2 separate regions of the Ovis aries genome follow, and region 2 is linked to region 1. Evidence: chromatin contacts called from public Hi-C data. All regions are on one chromosome and are shown on one strand. Each heading gives the region's core, a stretch centred on a gene start, on an enhancer-like site or on the middle of the called end of the contact. The rest is flanking DNA. Distances are from core to core; before and after follow the strand shown.

Region 1 (3,230 bases), core at 722-3,221:
TCTTGAGCACCATAAATGGTAAACAGAACAGTAAACTATATTAGAGGCATATAAGGGCCAAGTTATGCTAAGTCTTTTATTTTAGGCTGGAACAGGAAGTTTACGTTTTATTCTAAATGCAATAGAAAGTCATTGGAGTTTGGGTGGGGTGAGGGGAAGAGGTTCTAATTTTTTATTAAATGCTGTTCATCTGGTAAATGAATTACAGAGAAAACAAGAGTGGAAGCAGAGATAGGGTAATCCAAAGGGAGTGTCTTAGACAAGAGAGAAAGACGTGGAAGGTGTTACCCTTTGAGTGTGCAGTCAAAAAAACCTTGCTAATGGATTGGCTTTAGGAATACAGTAAAAAAGAACTCAGAAGTGCACCATAGATTTTTTTTTTTCATTTAAGCAACTAAAATTGAACCATTCACTGAAATGTAAATTGTAGGAGATGCAAAATGGCAACAGAAGAAGAAAACTCAGAGATCTACTCTGGACGTGTCATTTGAAATGCCTATCAAATAATCAAGTGGAGAGAAATGTCAAGACAGGTCTTCCCATCTGGAGTTCTTGGGACAAGACAAGCGTTAAGTCTTCAATAGTGGTGTTTCTTGCCTCTCAGCTTGTTGGTCTGTTAAAGGAAGATCTTTAACTCTACCAGCATTAATACCAAAACATCTCACCTATTTATATTATCAAACATTTTTAAAGGGTTTGTATAACCTTTCAGAACACTATTAATCTAGGGTAATTGGTCTGTTGGTCTGCCGAACGAAGATCTTTACCACCGTAATACTCAAAATTTATCACCTATTTATATTACCAAATATTTTTAAAATGTTTGTAGAACCCTTCAGAACACTATTAATCCAGGGTAATATTAATGTAGTTGCAAAGTCAATGAGCATCAACTAATCCAAAAACAGTATGACAACCTTAGTATAAATTGTCTATTATCTAACTCGGAAAACCAGTATTTGGGCCTAATGGTGAGAATCAAAATCTAATGCACAATGGGAGTAGATGAACTGAGAAACCCATTACCCAATGCCTCTAGTGGAACCAATGAATAAATATTTCTAAACACTATGTTTTCTATATGGGGAAATACATAAAAGGAACAAGCTGAAGACTGTATATATGCAGTACGTTTAACAAAGGAAAGTTAGTAGGCCGAACAAGTTAACAAATCTAACTCCAAAATCCTGGACAGTCTGTTCAAAGAAGCGGTTAAGTCCGTAGCTAATCATTTAAACGCTTACGGTGCCGAGACCTCACACTGTTGTTATTCCTCTAGGAGAAAAGCTGGGACAACGGAAAAATGTAAAAGATTCTTCAGATTCCGCTTTTTAGACAATTTTCCTTGTCAGTTCTCAGAAGGTTTCAGGGACTCATACAGAGAGGTCCATCGGTAACCTCGAAGCTAAGGCAGAGAATCCCCGGGAGTCAGCAGCATCCCAGGAACCGCAAGGGTGGGGAGGCGGGGAGAGGTTCTTGGAAAGCGGCGTCACAAACTTTGGACTCTTAAGCCTCCTTGCCTCAGTGGTGCTCAAGAGCTTAATTGTTGCCCAAGTCCTTCACAGCGCGTGCACACACACCATTTCAGGCCTCAAGAGTTTCCACTTTCGGTTTCCCTAAGTGGCTAAAGAAAGTGACTCAGCAACCTTTTAAAGAGGCTCCAAATCTCACTGCTGCGCGGCCAAGCCCGCTACACCTGAGCTGAGAAGCGTCAAGTCACGGTCACCGCAGGCGCGGGCCTAGACCGTCCGGCACTGCACAACTGGAAGCGGCCCACCTGCCCCCAGGCAGTCCCAGAGGACCCCGAGTCCGCGCACCCACCGCGGTCTGTCTGCGTTCCCTTCCACGCTAATCCTTAGCCTATCACACAGAGAAACAAAGAACTCACCCCGGTGCCGATTGAGCTCATGGTGCCAAAATCACTAGGACGCTTATGGCTTCAGGCCTAAAGCGATCCCCCAGCACCACAGTAAGAGACTAGTAACAAGCTCTCTCATTGACTATTCTTTCAACCAATAGTCTTTTCTGTAGCTCGTTCCTGGAGCGTTGGTCCACGGAACAGAGGATTGTGGGAAAGGAGGGGGCGGGAAATGCACCCGGCAAGTAACGCGCATGTGCAAAAGCAATCTCACCGGGGTTAGGTAGGCTCTTGGTTGTTTCGTCTTCGGTTTGAGTTCGTAGATTCGTTCTGTCTTCTGGTTGCTTGAGAAGCTCCGCCAGTCCTTTTCCTAGAATTATTATTTATCTTTTATCCTTCTCTTTCGCTTCCTTATTTTTTTTTTTTAAAGCAAAACGGAGAGATGTTCTCATACCCTTACAAAGGCCAGAGAAAACGGTAAGGGAGAGGTCTCCCTCCACCATTGGCGGCCTGGTTCTAACCCAATATGTTGAAGCAACCCTATCATCCACCTATTCTAACAAGAAGGAAGAAAGTTGTATTCTTGCATTCTAAGGGTATCACCTCTGGGCTTAGGTCGGAATTTTACAGGATTAGTACCCTTTGTATAACTCTAGTAGAATTGAGGATAAGCTTGATTAAATATTATTTGTTGAACTCTGTATGTCCCAAATACTCAAGTTACATCCTGCTGATGAAACGATGAAAGGGACGGCACCTCATCCTTTACACTCAATGGGAAGAAACAAGCAACAGGGAGTAAATGGGCAAATAGTTGCACCTTTTGGTAAAAAAAAAAAGAGAGAGAGACAATGGACGTTTGAACTTTAAACCTGTTATTTAAGGAATGACTTTCCGAATGGGTGATACTTAAATGGAAATTTGGGATTGTTATCTCAGTATAAGCTTGGCTTATAGGAACTGTCAGGTCAGTATGGCCTTAAGCGGGAGAGAGTGACAGGAAATGAAATCAGAGAGGTGGATATGGAATCAGATTTCATAATAGTTCGAATTTTAATCTGATTTTAAATGGAAAGCTGTCAGCATTTTTTAAACTGCTAAATACTTCCGTGTGTATTTCCCCCAAAAGAACATCATTTTAAATATCCACACTGTAACTGTGAAAATAGAAAAGTACCATTCCTTTTTTTTTTTTTTAATCTGCAGACTTTGTTTACAGATTTTGGCAAATCCCTCAATAATGCCCTTCACAGCCAAAGAAAATCCAAGATCACATGTTGTATTCAGTTGTCATGTCTCTAGTCTCCTTTAATCTGGAAACACTTTCTTAATATTTCTTTAGATTTCATGGCATTAACACTATTGACAAAAA
Region 2 (2,975 bases), core at 150-2,649, 140 kb before region 1:
TCCCAGTTCTAACAGGAAGACGTTTATTTGCAGACAACGCTGGAGGAACGCGGGACAATTCATCTTTCAGCAAAGCCAAATTATCTCCCTGATTTGGAGAAACTATCTCACGAAGTCTCCTCGCTGGTACTTTAACCTTTTTTTTCTTTTCCAGGCAAAACTCTGAGCCTTTCATATTACTGGTAACAAACCTAGTCCCACAGTTCTGAACAGAATTTTCTTCTGGGTCCATATAACTTCAAAACAAAATTTTCACCTCTATGAGGATTTAGTGGGGCCGGGGGTAGGGGAGGAAAAATGAGGGAGGAGTATGATGAAGAAAACGTGAATTTCACGTGATTTTGAAACATGCAAGCATCAACTTTTACATAAAACAATGCCTAAACAGACTATCCGCAAAGCTAGAAATTTCAATTTGGTATTTGACCGAGGATTTATTTACCCATCAATCCCATATTTACCCATTAATTCCATTCAGTCTATTAATGCACCACGCCAATAAATCTCAAAGTGAGGAGGACAAGAGAACGGCCACATAAGTAATAATAACAATAACACAGAGCACTCCCCTAGAGTACTCCCGGAGAGAAGGCAGTACAAAGGAAACCAGATGCGGATGGGAGTTAAAATTTGAGAGGAAGTCAAGCAGGCAAAACGAAATGCTACTTTTTTTCCCCAAAATCACCTACATAAGAAGCTTAATAGCTTCCTTTAACCAACGAGTCTTACACACCCCTTCAGAAGCAATCATCAGACACCTAAATTCACCCTTCCGTGTCTCCCGAAAGCCCGGTATCTGCGGAATCACAGGTCTAATCTGACAACAAGTTCAGTTGCCCGCTGGTCAACACCTACTTCCCTTTAAACCCGCCCTTCAAACACAACACGCATGCGCGCCATGAAATCGTCCAACTCCTCCAACCAAAAAGCTAAACACTGTCGGGTGCTTCTCCATCACTCTCCGGGTGGAAACAAACTGCCGGCGTGAAACACTTAAAACGGGTGTGAAATTTTTGTTTTATTAAAGGCAGTAGTACATTGCCCCACAAGACTTAAAACACTGAATAACCTCCGAGTCTCATCCAGGACCTGAAGAACTCCCGACCTAGCTGGTTATACACCATTGTTGTTATTAGGGACTGTTTACAGTAATGCTCCCGGAGACCGTTAGGGACGCGGGATTAAGTAAATTAGTTTTACAAAAAGCTTCGACAGATTCGAGTTGATATTGGCGAGAAAGTCAGAATTATAGAATTTTGTCTAAGAAGAGAGTAAAAAAATAATTGTCATGGTACTTAACAATTCATTTATGATACCTACTCTTTCCTCTAGCGTTTCTGACATTATAACGAATCGGCGGCGAAGGGTATAAGAACCATTTGACATCGCCATTCCCACGTGTTCTCTTTCATCGAGCGACTGAGGCGCCCGCCCTGACCCAGACCCTCCGCCCCCTACCCCTCGCGAGTCGACTGGCAACGTAGCCCCCCAGCCTTTTATGGTGTCGGATGCGAGAGTCTATCCTTAAGTATGGTCTCTTTTCTCTGTCCACTGAATCCCGGGTTTCCAGGCGGGTGGCGGCCGGCAACGCTCGGGGAAAGGTGGCAGGGTCTCTGAAGGAGGCCGCCTCTTGTACTTGGGGCTGTTGGGGGCTGTGGAACCGGGCAGCGCGTACCGAGAGCGGGTTTGGGACTTCCCTCGGAACCGTGTCACTGGACGAGAGTCGGAATTCGAGGCTCTAAGCCATCTTCAGATCTGGGGAATCGGAGTCTTGTTTTGGGATAGTGAGTTAGACTGAAAGGCACCCACGCCTTGACCTTGAGCTGACAAGCAGGAGACCCTCCTTTAACTGAAAAATGCTGTCTAGAGAGAATACCAGGGCCAACACACCTTATCTGATCTGCTAATTTTCGAGGATGGATTGCTTAAACGTTTCCCTTTACGCATTACTAAAAGATGTTAAAATGTAATCTGATGTAAAAGTTAAATGAAATTTTTTATTTTTACAACTCAACTGTCTATTTTGATAGAAGAAATCCTATAATTAAAAGACAGTAAGAGCTCAGCTTTAGAGAACCTTTTAAATCTTGATGAGTTTCTGTTAACTTTAGTTGTATTTCTTTTATTAGGCTTTTAGGTAGTACCTGTTCACAATTTGTTTTATAACTTATGTGAATTAAAACATATAATGACAGTGTCAGAGTTGTAAGAGACTTTGGAGATGATTTATCACCCTTATTTTCTAAATGAAACTTAACTGTGAAAGAAAAAGTGACCTTTGCCCTCTACTCTCTAAGGTTAATCAGGCACAATTTCCTAAACCTGCTGCAAATAATGTAAAGGGACATGTCGTAAAGTCCTATTTTATATCAACATAGCAAGTTAGTGCAGATTGGTTTAGATAGCTGAGCTATCAAATAAAGGACAGCCCTGGACCAAAAAAATGGCTCACAAGACTGGTTTCTTTCATTTCTTTTTGTTGTTAACATTTTACTTATTTGGTTTCTTTTTCAGACATTTTTTTTTTCTGAACCACTTAAAAGTTGCAGACATCATGACTTTTAACCCTATTTTCTTCAGTATGTATCTCCTTAAGAACATACTTTTACATAGCCGCCATATGATTATCACACCTAAGAAAATAACATTCAGATTTCTCTGATTATCCCCAGAAGCCTTTATTTTTAACTCAAAAGTGCTTTTTTTTTTGATTCATGATCCAAAATTCACAACTCTTTAGTCTTGTATTCTAGAACAACTCTTTCTACTCCTTTTCCTTTATAACTTTAATTTTTAGAAAAGACCAGTCATCTTATACATTGTCCTACACTGTGGATGTTCCTAATTATTCTCTCATGATCAGAGTCTCATCAAACATTTCTGGCAAGAATACCACATAAGTGGTAGCACACTGGTTAAGGTGGTGACTGACAGATCTCCCAGTGTTAAAGGAAAGTTTTCTTTTTGTGTAACCT

The links. Hi-C and Micro-C count contacts between places; a contact is called where the count stands out from the background.
Region 2: a contact with region 1 is called in a Hi-C map of liver, with 2.0 times the contacts expected there. The contact joins the promoter of TIMM9 here to the promoter of PSMA3 in region 1. A contact is called at or near these places in 2 of 16 Hi-C or Micro-C datasets (liver and skin fibroblasts).

The regions. Positions count from the first base shown.
Region 1 is chr7:68,603,486-68,606,715 of ARS-UI_Ramb_v3.0, reverse strand. It overlaps PSMA3 (proteasome 20S subunit alpha 3), which reads right to left and starts at 1,971. Exons shown (of 10, transcript XM_060418102.1): 1 at 1,889-1,971. The coding sequence starts at 1,909. All of the region lies in intron 6 of ARMH4 (armadillo like helical domain containing 4), which reads left to right.
Region 2 is chr7:68,747,517-68,750,491 of ARS-UI_Ramb_v3.0, reverse strand. It overlaps TIMM9 (translocase of inner mitochondrial membrane 9), which reads left to right and starts at 1,399. Exons shown (of 6, transcript XM_012181726.5): 1 at 1,399-1,528. It overlaps KIAA0586 (KIAA0586 ortholog), which reads right to left and starts at 863. Exons shown (of 31, transcript XM_060418106.1): 1 at 759-863; 2 at 1-258. The coding sequence starts at 232.